5 separate regions of the Mus musculus genome follow, and regions 2, 3, 4 and 5 are each linked to region 1. Evidence: chromatin contacts called from public HiChIP or PLAC-seq and promoter capture Hi-C data. All regions are on one chromosome and are shown on one strand. The core of a region is the stretch at or near the end of the contact, and the rest is flanking DNA. Distances in the headings are between cores, read along the strand shown. Region 1 holds the start of Mettl6 (methyltransferase like 6). Region 2 holds the start of Slc18a3 (solute carrier family 18 (vesicular monoamine), member 3). Region 3 holds the start of Nek4 (NIMA (never in mitosis gene a)-related expressed kinase 4). Region 4 holds the start of Galnt15 (polypeptide N-acetylgalactosaminyltransferase 15). Region 5 overlaps Galnt15 (polypeptide N-acetylgalactosaminyltransferase 15).

Evidence for each region. Promoter capture Hi-C pulls out the DNA fragments that hold promoters and counts their contacts. HiChIP or PLAC-seq counts read pairs in DNA pulled down with a chosen protein or histone mark.
Region 2: an H3K4me3 HiChIP or PLAC-seq map of embryonic stem cells shows a contact between it and region 1, with 2.3 times the contacts expected there. The contact joins the promoter of Slc18a3 here to the promoter of Mettl6 in region 1. A contact is called at or near these places in 2 of 39 promoter capture datasets (hippocampal neurons and stem cell-derived epiblast-like cells) and 2 of 115 datasets of contacts at active chromatin or transcription factors (embryonic stem cells and stem cell-derived neural progenitor cells).
Region 3: a promoter capture Hi-C map of liver shows a contact between it and region 1, with 4 times the contacts expected there. The contact joins the promoter of Nek4 here to the promoter of Mettl6 in region 1. A contact is called at or near these places in 10 of 39 promoter capture datasets (cranial neural crest, embryonic stem cells, erythroid cells and 6 more), 3 of 115 datasets of contacts at active chromatin or transcription factors (astrocytes, large pre-B cells and trophoblast stem cells) and 2 of 9 other capture datasets (adipose tissue and liver).
Region 4: a contact with region 1 is called in an H3K4me3 HiChIP or PLAC-seq map of pro-B cells, with 4 times the contacts expected there. The contact joins the promoter of Galnt15 here to the promoter of Mettl6 in region 1. A contact is called at or near these places in 9 of 39 promoter capture datasets (the 3T3-L1 cell line, the SN4741 cell line, frontonasal cranial neural crest and 5 more), 2 of 484 Hi-C or Micro-C datasets (adipose-derived mesenchymal stem cells and embryonic fibroblasts), 7 of 115 datasets of contacts at active chromatin or transcription factors (astrocytes, bone marrow-derived macrophages, cardiomyocytes and 4 more) and 2 of 9 other capture datasets (adipose tissue and embryonic stem cells).
Region 5: a promoter capture Hi-C map of 3T3-L1-derived adipocytes shows a contact between it and region 1, with 5 times the contacts expected there. The contact joins the enhancer-like site here to the promoter of Mettl6 in region 1. A contact is called at or near these places in 8 of 39 promoter capture datasets (the 3T3-L1 cell line, 3T3-L1-derived adipocytes, the C10 cell line and 3 more), 1 of 484 Hi-C or Micro-C datasets (the Ba/F3 cell line), 7 of 115 datasets of contacts at active chromatin or transcription factors (the NIH/3T3 cell line, bone marrow-derived macrophages, embryonic forebrain and 4 more) and 3 of 9 other capture datasets (embryonic stem cells, liver and macrophages).

What each region holds. Positions count from the first base shown.
Region 1 is chr14:31,493,753-31,496,452 of GRCm38.p6, forward strand. Mettl6 (methyltransferase like 6) reads right to left here and starts at 1,288. Exons shown (of 6, transcript NM_025907.4): 1 at 1,150-1,288; 2 at 1-212. The coding sequence starts at 69. It overlaps Eaf1 (ELL associated factor 1), which reads left to right and starts at 1,327. Exons shown (of 6, transcript NM_028932.4): 1 at 1,327-1,619. The coding sequence starts at 1,517.
Region 2 is chr14:32,463,463-32,466,162 of GRCm38.p6, forward strand. Slc18a3 (solute carrier family 18 (vesicular monoamine), member 3) reads right to left here and starts at 1,388. Exons shown (of 1, transcript NM_021712.3): 1 at 1-1,388. The coding sequence starts at 962. Chat (choline acetyltransferase) reads right to left here and starts at 2,447. Exons shown (of 16, transcript NM_009891.2): 1 at 2,345-2,447.
Region 3 is chr14:30,950,020-30,952,719 of GRCm38.p6, forward strand. Nek4 (NIMA (never in mitosis gene a)-related expressed kinase 4) reads left to right here and starts at 1,358. Exons shown (of 15, transcript NM_011849.3): 1 at 1,358-1,699. The coding sequence starts at 1,607. Gm41121 (a long non-coding RNA gene) reads right to left here and starts at 1,415. Exons shown (of 2, transcript XR_874490.3): 1 at 1,183-1,415; 2 at 413-1,068.
Region 4 is chr14:32,027,762-32,030,461 of GRCm38.p6, forward strand. Galnt15 (polypeptide N-acetylgalactosaminyltransferase 15) reads left to right here and starts at 1,342. Exons shown (of 10, transcript NM_030166.3): 1 at 1,342-2,270. The coding sequence starts at 1,732.
Region 5 is chr14:32,049,044-32,051,743 of GRCm38.p6, forward strand. Galnt15 (polypeptide N-acetylgalactosaminyltransferase 15) reads left to right here. Exons shown (of 10, transcript NM_030166.3): 6 at 779-973. Among named protein-coding and RNA genes, the nearest start is that of Galnt15, 21 kb to the left of the region's middle. Within about 2 kb of position 1,323, at least 37 of the 459 cell types and tissues checked have an H3K27ac peak or open chromatin away from gene starts, as enhancers often do. A contact at or near this core is called in 3T3-L1-derived adipocytes, the NIH/3T3 cell line, bone marrow-derived macrophages and 1 more, where this site is marked.

The sequences.
Region 1 (2,700 bases), core at 38-2,537:
TTTCAGTTTCTCCTCTTCTTCAGTGCTAAGAATCCTTGCTTGCAGTCCTTTCCTTTGGAAAGAAGCCATTGTAGTTGCCGGAAACACATTCAATGCTGCTATAGGTCCTCTGTTCTTCAACCATCTGAACAAACGATGCTGAGATTGTAGACACTGGAGTTTCTCTGATGCAGTTTCCCCAGGTGACTTTCCAGCTCCAACAGGATACGATGCTACTTAGGAAAGAGAAAGGGGGGGAGGGGGTTGACTGATTGATTCTGACTAGTGATTCTCTAACAACCTGCCTGCTTCTCTCCCCATCCTGTTCATCTGAGCCAGGGGCTGTCCCTGAAGCCCAGCCTGTCCCTTGAATGTACTTCCTCTTGCCTCATCCTCCCAACTCGGGTGACCAGGGCCTCATCAAGCTAGATCGTTCTTTATTATTTCTAGAGCTTGGATTCTAAACGAGTCCAAGACTCGGGGAGAGGTTCCCGGAGGGCTCTTTAAGGCTCCGGGGTCAATTCACTTAACACTCCCGAGATGCTGACTCTGCCCAACACCCTGCCGGGGTCTGGAGAGGTCATAAAGACCAAGACAGTCTCTACTGCATAGAGCTTACTACACTCAGAGACCAGAACTCTCACGGACCGGACTCCCAATTCAAATCAGATGAGCCAAGTACTACAAGAAATAGGTTTACTTAGGGCAAAGGGACGCATCCACGAGTTGACTGAGAAAATGTGAGAAAAAAAAATTCTCATCAACGTTCAGTGCCCGTGGGAAACGTGACTTCAAAACAACGGCAACAACCGCCCTAACCGAAAGCGGGTAGACGATTGCCTAACAGACACGGGATCGCGGGGGGGCTAAGGAGGTGACGGAGCTGATCCGGAGAGGCCGGGGTTTCTGATCGTACCCATAAACTGAAGGAAGCGTCGTCGGCCAGGAGAACTGAAATCCTCTCATCGCAACCATGGAGCGAAGTAGGGGGAAGGGTGACTGAGGTCCCGAGAACCGTCATCGCTCTCTGAACCCTCGGATAAAGCAGGCCGCTAGGGTCTCGGGCATGTCCAGGGACACTCATACCTACATTCAAACTCGCGTCCACTCAGTTCCCCACGCTCTGAGCTCCCAGGGTCCCCAGCAAAGAACAGGTCAGGGCGCACTCACCCGTCAGTCAAGCCCAGGCGTCGGCAGCAGAATCTTCTAGCTGACCTGGGCTCCTCCTTAGACCAGAAAACTGTGGGCTGCAGCAGTCCCGGAGAACTCTCTCTCCATGGCACTGCCCCCGCTATTTCCGTTGGGGAGACGGAAGTCCCTCCCCAATGCCGGAAGTGCAGCGGCCTTACTTCCGCAGAGTCTCTCGAGACGCGGAGTAGATTGGTTTCCGGCCCCGGGTGGGCGCGGACTTGGTTCAGTGCGCGCTCCGGAGCGGTGTCCCGGGAGCGCGGTCCTGCGGGCCGCTTGCGCGGGGATCCGGGGGGACTGCGGCCGCGCGAGGAGAGCTCCAATCCGGGTGCCGGGCAAGTGCAAGGCCATGAACGGCACGGCGAACCCGCTGCTGGACCGGGAGGAACACTGTCTGCGGCTAGGGGAAAGCTTCGAGAAGCGGCCGCGGGCCTCCTTCCACACGATTCGCTGTGAGTGAGCGCCCCTCCAGGTTCACTTGGGGCTCCCTGGCCGCCACGTGCAAGCCCAGACTCCCCTGGCTAATCCCGGCTCGAAAGCGTCGCTTTCCTTACCTCTCATCCCTTAGCCTCTGGAACTTCGATCTGCTCTTTTACTTTGAAATCTCTTCTCCCAAACCAAACCTCTGATTGCTGCCAACTATTCTTTTACTTTACAGTCTCAAATACCACTTCAGAAAGTCATAGCCCCTTTATTTCAAATTCCCCTTCCCAGCCCTTAAGCCAAACTTTTCTCCTTTAGTAGCGATGCCCATTTCTCCTCCCTTGTGTCCCCGTTCTCTTTGTCGAATTCTTCCATCAGGGCTCTTGCCCTGGAAAAGTCTTCCGTTTGCTACGAGTGTCGTTTACTTCATTCCTTCCCTTGCTCCTTTCCCCTTGCTCTTGGTCTCCTCCACAGCCAGGGAACCTGCATTCTTCGTGCCACCCATAAGGTTTCTTCTTCCTCTCTGCTTATGACACTGATTTTGTTGTTGTTGCTGTTCGAGACAGTCTTACTAGTGATGCTGGCCTAGAAATTACTATATAATTCAGGCCAGCGCTGAACATGCTGCAGTCCTCCTACCTCAGCTTCTGTGGTGCTGAAAATATGGACCTGATCCACCATACCTAGCTAGATTAATGTCACCTACTTCACCTTAACTTCTGGGCCAACTCACTTGTGGGTGAAGAATAAAATTAGAGTTTGTGCATCTGGCATAAATTAAAGCCTGATCTATGTTTGGAAAATGAAGAAGGCAGCATAAGGAATGTGGAAAGAGTCATTATGTTGGGCCCTTTCCTACGTGATTATAGACTCTGAAAGGGGTATTGCCACTGTGTGTCCTGAGTCAGGACATGGCTGACCAAACCAAGCACATCCCTGTGAATCACAGGCGTCGGGTTTCCGGTAGCGTTAGTGTGGGTTAAGACCTGCTTTGTCATGGGAGCTAATCGATGTGACTCAACACACAGGCAGGGGGGTGTGTTAGATATTAAAGTCCCATCTCTGTGTGGCCTCTTGTCACATAGCTGCATCTGTGCTTTGCACCCACAG
Region 2 (2,700 bases), core at 138-2,637, 970 kb after region 1:
GCCATTGTGTGCTTCATCCACGTGGCTATGGTGGGCTCGAGAAACGCAAGGGGAATGTTACAAGTTGTGAGCGCTCCGGCTACAACAGCGATGTAAGGGTCTAGCATGAGGCGATGGATAGGTGTGCCCACGGGCAGGTTGGCCCGCGCCCGAGCCGCAGCTGAGAAAGGCTTAGCCACCGCCAGGAGTAGGAGTGCGTCGAAGAGCGACACGGCGGCGAGCACTAGAAAGGGTACACGCTTGCCCGCGAACTCGTAGAGGATGCCCCCAAACGGTGGCGCCACTAGGCTTCCAAAGCTGATGAAGGCTAGCGCCACGCCCAGAGCACGACTGCGCTCAGGCTCCTCGGGATACTTGTCGGCGATCATGGCAATGCCAGACGTGTCCGCGAAGGCTGAGCCCAGGCCTTGTAGACTGCGCGCAGCGAAGAGCGTGGCATAGTCTTCTGCAAAGGCAAACATGACTGTGGAGGCGAACATGACGCCCAGGCCAATAAGCAGCGGCACGTCGTAGCTCATGCGATCAATGAAAGGCCCGCTTAAGGGGTTCACCAGAAGCTGCAGGATGGCCTTGGAGGCAAATAGCACGCCTATCTTCACATCTTCACTTTCTGTGGGGTAGCGAGGCCGCAGGATTGACCGAGCCGACCCGGCAGCCGTCGGGGACGCCGAGGTGTTGGCCAAGTAGGCGCTGGCATTAGCCAGAGTGGGCGGCGGCAGGGTGGGTTCCCACACCTCAGAGATCAGGGTAGGGCTCTCGCTGCCCCCGCGCATGTGAGCGATATAGTCGGGAACAATGGGCACGATGACCATGTACAACATGTTGTCCAGTAACAGTGCAACGCACACGATGACCAGCACCAGGCGCCGCTGCCTCTGGGGCTCTTGTAGCGCGGCTCCCACTGCTTCCGACAGCTTGGTGGCCGCCGCCCGGGCCTGACCGGTTGGCGCGGTGGGTTCCATGCCCCTACCCGCTGCTCTTCCTAAGATGCCTCCACCGGAGTCGGGTGTCGGCGTCCCGCAGTGCAGAGGCTAGGGTACGGTACTTCGGGGGCGCGGTCCTAGCCGCGTAGCGCCCCCTGTGCTTCAGGTGGCTGTGGGGTTCATATCCCCGAGCTCAGGAGAAAAAAAAAAAAAAATCAAGGATTGTCCCGCGCGGCGCCGCTGCTCTTAGATGCTCCAGGGACCAGTTGCCGCTGTTTCGGATGCAACCGCGGAGGCCGGCAAGCCGAGGGGCTGAGGCGGGAGACTGGACGCGCGGTGCCCAGAGAGAGCAGGAGCAGCCCCTGCCGCGCAGAGAGGCCGTGTGCACCCGCCCAGGGGCATGCTGCCGCCGCCCGCCGTCTCTCCAGCCCTCCCCGCGCGTCCGCTCTTGCCTCTTCCTCCACCGCCGCCTCTCTTTTTTTTTTTTTTTCTCCCTCCACTTGGGGCTATGACGCGGTGAGTCTCGGCCCCCGAGTGGTGCCCGGGCCACTGGCGTCGCTCATGCTAATAGGACGTCGTCGGGGCGGGGGCCGGGGGCCGGGGGCGGGGCGCGTCCGGGCAGGGGTCCGCTTCCGAGATGTTTCCAGGTTGGGAGCAAGGGGAAGGGGATCTTGGCGAGCTGTAGTCCTAGACAAGCCCCTGGGGATGGGTGAGCAGTGGAAGGAACCGGCCCTATGTTTCCCCCAGTTCTGGGACCTATAGGGGTGAGGTTCCCCCAATTGGGAGGAGGGGTGCGGCAGCCGGTTCCCCGCAGCCTGGTGGGAGACGGGAGAGCCGGGGGCTCTAGACCTCCTCCTCAGCCTGGACTTCGGCGCACAGCGGGCACGGAGCCCCCGAGGTGAGCCGCGCTGCCTCCATCTGTTCTCGCAGCTGGAACACGCAGCCGGGACCCAGAGGCACAGCGCAAGCAACCCCCTTCCTCAATCCCGCCCCCAGCCCGTCTCATCCCCTCCTCCGGGAAGGGAGGGGGAAGGTACAGAGCCTTCAGGGTCTGGTTCCGACCCACCTGCCCTTAGGCAGAAAGTCTTAGCAGCTAATTCCAGTCTTTAAGGGTTTGAGTATTGAGAGGAGGAGTCGTTCTTTGCACCCAGGGTCCTGGAAGTCAAAACTAACACTTTTTGACCTCCCCCTACCTGGCCTCTCCTTTTCGGCTTTCCGGGCGCGGGTCTCTCCCCCCCCCCCCCCCAGCTCCGCCTATTTTCCCTTCCTTTCTACTCTCCCACTCCTCTTTCTAACTCCTCCCTGGCCCTCTTCTCTCCAGACCTTACCCTCCCTCTGCTCTTGAGAGCCTCCGCCCACTTTTCTGCATTTCCTCACCCCACCCCCACCCCGGCCGCCTCCAAGTCTTGAGTGGGGCTCACAAGTGGCGTGGAAGCTTCTGGGTCTCACGCAGCAGGGCCTCTGCAGCTTTGCTGTCAGTAGAGGCTTAGGAAGGCTCACCTTCCTTCCGGGAGGGCTGCACACGCTGAGCGTCCTGATTTGCAGGCGACAGGCTGAACAGATCAGCCTATGCGTTGGGCCCAGTGTGTCCTCAGAAGAGTTTTGACCCTAGATGGCACGTGAGGCCCGAGTTCCAGTCCACAGACTGGAAGGAGAGAGGATGCCAGTCAGCTGAGATTGGAGGTGGTGGTGACGTTGAGATTGGACTTTCCCTGTCTTGCGGAATCACAGGAGCCTTCAGATCCCAAGCTAGCCTCGGATTTAGCTTCTTCCACTG
Region 3 (2,700 bases), core at 108-2,607, 540 kb before region 1:
AAAGGAAGGAAGGAAGGAAGAAAGAAAACCAAACAAAGTGGAACCTTAAATAAATATTGAATTCTAGTTAGTGATATTGCTAAAGATAAACAAAAGCAAACATTTGCTAGAGCAGAGGGGGCAGACTGCTGTGTAGTAACTATTGACAGTAGCAGGGAAAGTTGCGCTTCATTCAACTGTGCAGAGGTAACTGGGCCTTTTAAGACGAGAATGAGGGCTGGGCATGGGGGCACACACCTATAATTCTACACTCAAGGCGGAGCCAGGCCGATCTCTAAAACCCTGGATTACATGGTGACATGAGACCTCTTCTAAGACACGCGCTCGCACGCGTGCACACAAACACACACACACACACACACACACACGCACACTCACACACGCACCAACAAACAATGAAGGGAAAATAGGAAAATAGAGAAATGAGAAACGGAATTCCTTAGAAAAATGAAAAAAATTACAAAGGTTTGGGAGCATGTTACTATTACATGGCTGTAAACTCAACACACAAGAGTAGGATTGCAAGATGAGCTGTAGAGGAAGATCTTATCTCAACAACAGTAACATAATAATAATAATAAATAATAACAGTTGGTCATTGTAAAAGCAATTACAATTTACTAGTTGGCAATTATAGAAGATGGGATTATATCTTCCCACACAAAATGGGAAACAGACGCCAAAATTTTTTGATGATTTACATTTCAAAGGAAGGGCTTTCTGTCCTGGAGGAAAACATTTCTGGCTTGTAGAAGACATATGCATATATATCTCAACGGGACAGAGGGATAATGAGTAACTGTGCGCCTGTTTAAAAGTAAATTCTTCAGGCAAGGCAGGTAGCTCTTTTCGCAGCCTTGTGCATTCACAGACAGGCGTTAAAAGGGGGCCTTGGTGCTCCGTGGAAGCAGCATGTGAAGTTCTGGCAAGCCTTTCAGGATGGTGGGTTTGCAATCATTCTGTGAGAGATCTTTGCCAGTCTCAGTAAAGCAGGCTGAAACTTTGAGGGATGAAGTGTATTGACGTCTTCACCAAATGCACCAAAACGGCAGGCCGAATACTGACACGCTACAAAACAAATAGAGCAAACATCATTGGTGAAGCCTAGAGTTGGCCACTCTTTTAACTGAATGTGAGCCAAGCACATAGCCGGTTAATATTTGTAGAACGAATGAACCATACGCGTAACTCGCTTAGAACCAGAAAGGATTCAATGAGCAAATGTAGAACCAAAACGCAGGAAGTGCGGCTCGGGAGTCGCTCTGGCCTTCCAGGAGCGAAGCTCTATGGCAGGTCCTCCGGGGCTGCCGAACCGCTCTGGCCGCTTCCGCGACGGCTCGATGGTAGGTCCTCCCCCAAGCACGAGGAGCAGCTCTGGCCACCGCTAGGTCGACTCTATGGCGCGTCTTCCAACTCTGAGCATGCGCAGGACTACCCCGCCAGTATCGCTATGGTAGCGGCGTCCGGGTGGGCCGGGCCTCGAAGCTCCTGCCCGCGGTGGGCCGCGTTTATGGAGTACTTCACCTCCCGTCTGGCATGAGCGGGGCCTCCCGCAGCCTTACGCGCCGCTGCCACAGCTTCCCGACTGTAGGCCTCCTTCGGGAACATGCCCCAGGCCGCATACTGCTACATGCGGGTCGTGGGCAGGGGTAGTTACGGGGAGGTGACGCTCGTGAAGCATCGGCGAGACGGCAAGCAGGTCGGGGACTTGGGACCTGGCCGGGGCGATGAGGGAAGGGATACGTCTAGGGCATCCTCAAATGTACAGGCCCGGAGTGATGGGCAGGGACTCTTCTCAGATAAGAGGTCAGCTTCTCAACTTCCCCTATAATAGGAGCCCCGGATTTTGTCTATTCTTCGGTATTAGTTTTCTTTATCTGCAAACCTCCTGTCACCTGAAATTTTCTTGAGAACAGGGGCCATGTGTTCCCAAAGCCTAGTTCAGGGCCACCGTGCAAGCCCTGTCTCTTGTGTAGTTTGTACTCCTTAAAAACTCATCTCAGCATCTTCTCGCCAGCACTTTCTCATGGACCCTATTTCAGTGAGTAGCTTGACCAGCCATGCAGTTTCCTAAGCTGGTAACAATTACCTTTAATGTCCCCAACGCTGGTTCTATTCCTGTCACTAGGTCAAACCGGCATCTCCACCCTAGTACAGGCCACCAGTCTTTCTGGCTAAATGCCCACTCCCCAACTAGTTCCTGCTGCCTGCTTTTTTTTCCCCTCTAACCTGTCTCTTCTACTGCAGTCATCTTTCTTTCTTTCTTTCTTTCTTTCTTTCTTTTTGTTTGTTTGTTTGGAGACAGGGTTACTCTGTATAGTTCTGGCTGTCCTGGAACTCACTTTGTAGACCAGGCTGGCCTCGAACTCAGAAATCTGCCTGCCTCTGCCTCCCAAGTGCTGGGATTAAAGACATGCGCCACCACCGCCCGGTTTGCAGACATCTTTCTTAAACTCAAATCTGATGTTACTCCTTTATGTAAATTACTTTATGCCATCACCCAGAGTCTAATGAACCAGTTCTTCAGTATTCTTTGCTATCAGGGTGGCCATAGAATGTTGTGCACAAACAGGCACAATTATGAAACTGATGAGCGATGTTTCATAGTTCTTAGTTCTACCAAGCCAGTGGCAGCAACAAGCTGAGAGAGCCGCCACCCCTCAAGTATAGGACCCACTCCTTGTGTCATATGCTAGATTC
Region 4 (2,700 bases), core at 92-2,591, 530 kb after region 1:
TAAAACTCATGACCCACCAAACGACTTTGGTGCAGTCATTACTTTGGTCTGCTGTGGGATTCTTTTCTGGGGACGTGTGTCCGTCACACAACCATGTTCCATCTCCGTTTTCCTTCACTCCCATTGCTCCATGCTCCCTCCCATTGCGCTGCCTCTGACTGCTCTTCACCTCCCGTCATGCCCGCTGCCCTGTGCCATCTCTCATTGTGCCCCATTTCCCATTATGCTCCATCTCCCAGCATGCCTTACTTCTCAGTAATCCACCGCCCACCATGCTCTGCCTCCTGTCATGTCTCCTTTTGCCTCTGCTCCAACCATGCCCTCCTTATCTCCCTTCCTTTGTGCTTCCTCACCTATAGTGGCTCCATCACAGTGCGATTGGCCTGCTATGCTCTGGCCCGCTGTTCCCTATACCAGACCCACTCCTTTCAGAGCCTCGCCTTTGTTACTCCTTCTGTGACTCTCCCCATTACACAGATGCTGGTTCTTCTAGGAAACACACAGTGCCACTTCAGATTGATTTTTAACCTCCAGCCCATATTCCCCAGCTCCCATCTCTGCCTCGTCCCCGCCCCCCGCCCCCTGCCCCTCCCCCTTGGCCCTTGACATAGTCTGACCTCCAGACACTAACAGACCATCTCTCCATCTCCCTCACTGTCATGTAAGCACCCGGAGGTCCCAGTTTGACTTCATTCTCTGTTATACTCCTGGCCCAGGGAACAGTTGGGGGCATATGGCCGGCAGCTGCTCATTATGTGTGTACAAGCTAAATGGAGTTTGAAGACTGAAAGAGCTTGAAGTATGCCTGTCCTCCATCAGCCTCCAGGTGCTTCTGAGGAAGCCAGGTAGCCAGACTTACAAGGGCTCCCTCTGCTCCTCACTTTTAGAAAGGAAAGGCTAGTGGGGCCCCAGGAAGGAGCCAGGCAGATTGCCTTGGGAGATTGAAGGTGCTGACAGGCAGCTGGCTCCTGGCATCTGCGTCACCTTGGCAGCCTGTCCAAACCAGAAGGGAATTCTCCTTCCTGCTCTTCTGGGTGGGGAGAGGATGCCTCCCTATGAATGGTGCTCAAGTCTGAACTCCTGGGAGGTTGCTGTTTTGGATCGGCTCTTGGGGTGACGCTGTGTGGCTGTGCAAAGCCTGGGAACACGGGGGCATTAGGACCAGGAGCGAGACGCACACTTGGCTCCCTGTCCTATCTGGCAGAGGGTTCCTGCAGAGCTGGAGGTATGTGTGAAAGGAAACCCCGACCGTGCCTGCCGGCTTTACATCTGTTGCTCTGACCTGACTCAAGGCATCCCAAGGAGGATGTCTGTCATCTTGGCTTGACTGAATCCCCCAGCAACTCGCCCCAGACAGCTTGTAGAACCTGACCACTCATGCAGAGGGGGAAAGAACATGGGCTAATCACCAGAGCAGGATGGACAAGAGCAGGGTGAGAGAGGAGCCAACAACCGGAGACCCTTCTCAGAAGACAGCTAACACTCAGAGAGGACCCAGGAGCCCAGGCTCTGGTGGCTTTCTGATTCTAGAGGGCAGTGGGTCTTATAAATGCTACGTTAGCATATAGACGTTAGCAAACGTCTGGTGGGATAAGAGGTGCAGGTGGATGGCAAAAAGCCTTTTAGCTGGAATGAACAGCCCAGGTTCAGTTTCGAGCTTGAAGGTACCTGGATAGCAAGGAGGAAGCAAACTTGATCAGGACCTGTTGCTTCGTGGCGAGTGGCTGCGACATGCTCCCGAGGAAGCGACCCAGGAGTGGACGTTCCAGGCTTCAGTTCCTCCTACTCTTCCTGACTCTGGGATGTGTCCTGATGATGGTGATCCTGCTGCATCCTCCCCCGCCCACCCTGCACCAGGCTGTCACAGCTCAGGCCAGCAAACACAGCCCTGACACGGGGTACCGCCTGGACTTTGGAGACTCTCAGGAGTGGGTCCTGGAGGCTGAGACTGAAGGTGATGAGTACAGTCTCTTGGATGGCCTGCCATCCTTCATCTCCCTGCAGGAGGATCAACTGCTGGTGGCCGTGGCCTCACCCAGAGCTAGGAGGAGTCAGAGCCAGGGCAGGAGACAGGGCAGCTACCAGTTCATCAAACACAGGAGCAGGAGATGGGATGAGGAAGCCCTGGAAAAGGACTGGAGGACCGAAGAGGATGGGGAGGAATCAGAAGAGGTGCTGACCCCACTTGGCCCGGACTCAGATGGCCTCAACAAGCCACTCAGTGCCCGCCTGCCCCTGAGGAGAGTCCTGCCCGAGGTGCGACACCCACTGTAAGTAAGGGCCCTGCCATCTCTTCTCCAGTCTAAGCGTGTGACTCAGTGGTAGTAAAGTCCCAGGTGCCAACTCTGCAGTCTGCCTCTCCCATCCTTAGGACAGTGCTCCCTTAGGACAGTGCTCCTTAAGATGTGGGCCCTGGGGCCAGATATCAGCCTGGCTGATGAAGTGCCTGAATTGGAGATCCTCAAATCCTGTCTCAGACCTGCTCAGTCAGAAGCCCCAGAGTCACTGATGAGCTACTAACAAGTCCCGAGGGAGGGACGATCTCATTCGTTCATTCTCTTCCCAGGCCTGCCTTTAGTCCCCCTAGGTCACACAGTGAGATGGGAGCAGAAGCTTCGAGGAACCTTCCATCTCTCTCTCATGCTGACTCCAGGGCAGTCTTCACGTTGGGTTACTATTAGTGTTTACCTTTATCTGGGG
Region 5 (2,700 bases), core at 73-2,572, 560 kb after region 1:
TGTCTGTGCCACACTGATCACAGCATTGTGCTTGCTGTTCAGTCACACCAACTGTCGAAAGCCCAACCCAGCAAAGGTGTCCATTCTATAACATGGGCAGACCCATCTAATGTGGGCATGTGAATTACACCAGGCTTGCAGTCTGCATAATGACCAAGTCTGCTGCTTCTCTAACAAATGACAGATGTCTGCAGTGCCCTTGGAGTTCTCCGAGGTATCTTGGGACACAGGCTTTGAGAACCCTGTGCCTGGTGTGCTTTTTAGTTCTTGAACCAAGGCTTGGCCCAGCACTTCTCCACTGTAATTTCTGTCACCAACTATAGAATGAAGGCTTCTTGTCCAACGGGCAGTGGGGAGCTGGGAGAAGCTTCTGGAATGAGTGAAGAAGGGGGTACGCTTTTACCTCTTGTGTCTTCTCAGCAGGAGACAGCACTGGTTTTTTAGAAATTTCCTAGCCACTGCAGACATATCTTCCTGAGAAAGCATTCCCGGGTAGGTGGGGGTGCTGACCCCTGAACTGCTTTGCAGACTGACTCTGTAGGTGTTTCCCAGTGGTGTTCAGGAAGCTGCATAGCTGTCAGCCATTACCCCTCAGTTCCAGTCTAGGACAACTGCCCTCTGTTGTCCCTCCCGCCTTGCTGCCCAAACTCTCTGATCTGGAAAGTGCACTCTGAGCATTGAAATGGTCACTCTGGCTTATGACTAGTGGGTGTTCTGCCAGTGGCTCACAGACAGGGAGGTGGGAGGGAGAGCTACTCACTTTCTCCTTCTGTGACAGGCCTGGCTCTGCGGTGGCTCTGTTGAAATCCTTCCCTGCTCTCGAGTGGGACACATCTACCGAAGCCAAGATGCCAGCTCCAGGCCTGACCCCGAGGTCGCCTTGAAGAACAAGATCATCATTGCTGAGACCTGGCTATCATCCTTCAAGGAAACCTTCTACAGGCACATCCCAGAGGCCTTCACCCTGAGCAAGGTAAGAAGGGACTAGTAGCGGCCTTTGGCCAACATAAGGGTATCACAGTTGACCTCTGCCTGGAATTCCCAGACTGTTATAGGATGCTATGTCCTGGATGCCGCCTTTCACCACAGAGCCCGATAAGGGATGAGCCATGACTCTTAGGACTTTCATCCTGAGTGGTACTCAGGGATTAGGGAATATCCAAGACAAAGAACAGATCTGAGTATAAAAATAAGTATGAAACTCAAAAAAGCCACAGAAGGTTGAAGTTTTAATCACGTAATTAAGTGCCCCTCAGTGTGCCCTGTGAGTTGGTCAGTTCCTGTGGCGTGACTAACACAAGCTCTGCTGTGAGTCACAGGCTGCCACGACACTTGACACACTGCAAGTGGGGGCCCAAAGGACTGGCGTAGTAAGGAAACGGCTCTCACCAGTCTCTCACCAGCCCACTGCTAGATAGCACAGATGAAGGCAGGGTCCTCAGAGAGACACACCCATACCACCGCATTAGGGAAAGTCAGACAAGGTTGAGCCATGAAAGAGCCCCAGTACCCAGTACTCAGTACCTTTTCTTAAAGTCCTTAGGATTTTGTTCCCTTTTTATCCAAATGCACCCTTTTCCCTACAGCAGACAGCCTCCAGACAATTCTCAGAACTCCTTGAACTTGTATCTGTGGTCTCTCTAATGGGAGATGACATAAAATTTCAAAGCAGACCCCAAGGTTGAGGTAGCTTGAGTTCCCTCTGTGTCCCCTTGAGTGAGTCCAAGTAACACCCAGAGTAGACCAGCTCCTTTTTCACACAGGAGGGACCCCACTACTGTAGCTTCTGGCTTGGATTTGTAGAGGAGCATTGTAGGTAAAAGGGCAGTTCTCATCAGGACTCTACTTAATCCTAAATCTAGACACACCCCAGAAGTATGCTTCAGCTATGGCTGCCTGGGATCACTCAGACACCAGAGTAGGGGTTGGAGGCAGATCCTGAAGCGGCTGAGGGCTGAGCTAACGAGTTTAGATTTGCCGGGTGTGGTGGCGCACACCTTTAATCCCAGCACTCAGGAGGCAGAGGCAGGCAGATTTCTGAGTTCGAGGCCAGCCTGATCTACAAAGTGAGTTCCAGGACAGCCAGGGCTATACAGAGAAACCCTGTCTCAAAAAAAAAAAAAAAAAGATTTTAGAGCTTACCCATTTGACAGTGGGGAGCAGGTATCTTTCTGTGGAGTTCTAAAGAGACAACAGAGCAGCTGTGGCTTTTAATTTCTGGCTTCCTTTAGGCTAGAACATCTTTTTTTTTTCTTTCCTCTTATGTAATGGGTGTCAATTTAGTATTTTCTCTTTGCTTTCACATGACCCTTGTTTAATGTCAATGCAGATTTCATTTATAAAGGACCCATAAAAAAATTAAATATATTCAGGCTTCTGATGTACCTGAGCCAACCTTCCATTAGACAGAGTCATTTAGAACACAGCATGTTGGATGGAGTCAGCCCAACACAGCATGTAAAGTATTTACAGCCTACTGGGCCCCTCTGTGTCTTGCTGAAAACCAGAGGCCACCAACGTGGAGCCCTGGTGTGGCTATCAACACACACACACACACACACACACACACACACACACACACACACACACACTTCTTCCTAAAGTCTCAGTCCCAGGAAATTTATTCTAAGCTTCTAGATGGGTTTTTTCCATATCTTACCAAGCAGCCAAAAACATTAAACTAGCGTTGAGGGCTGGTGT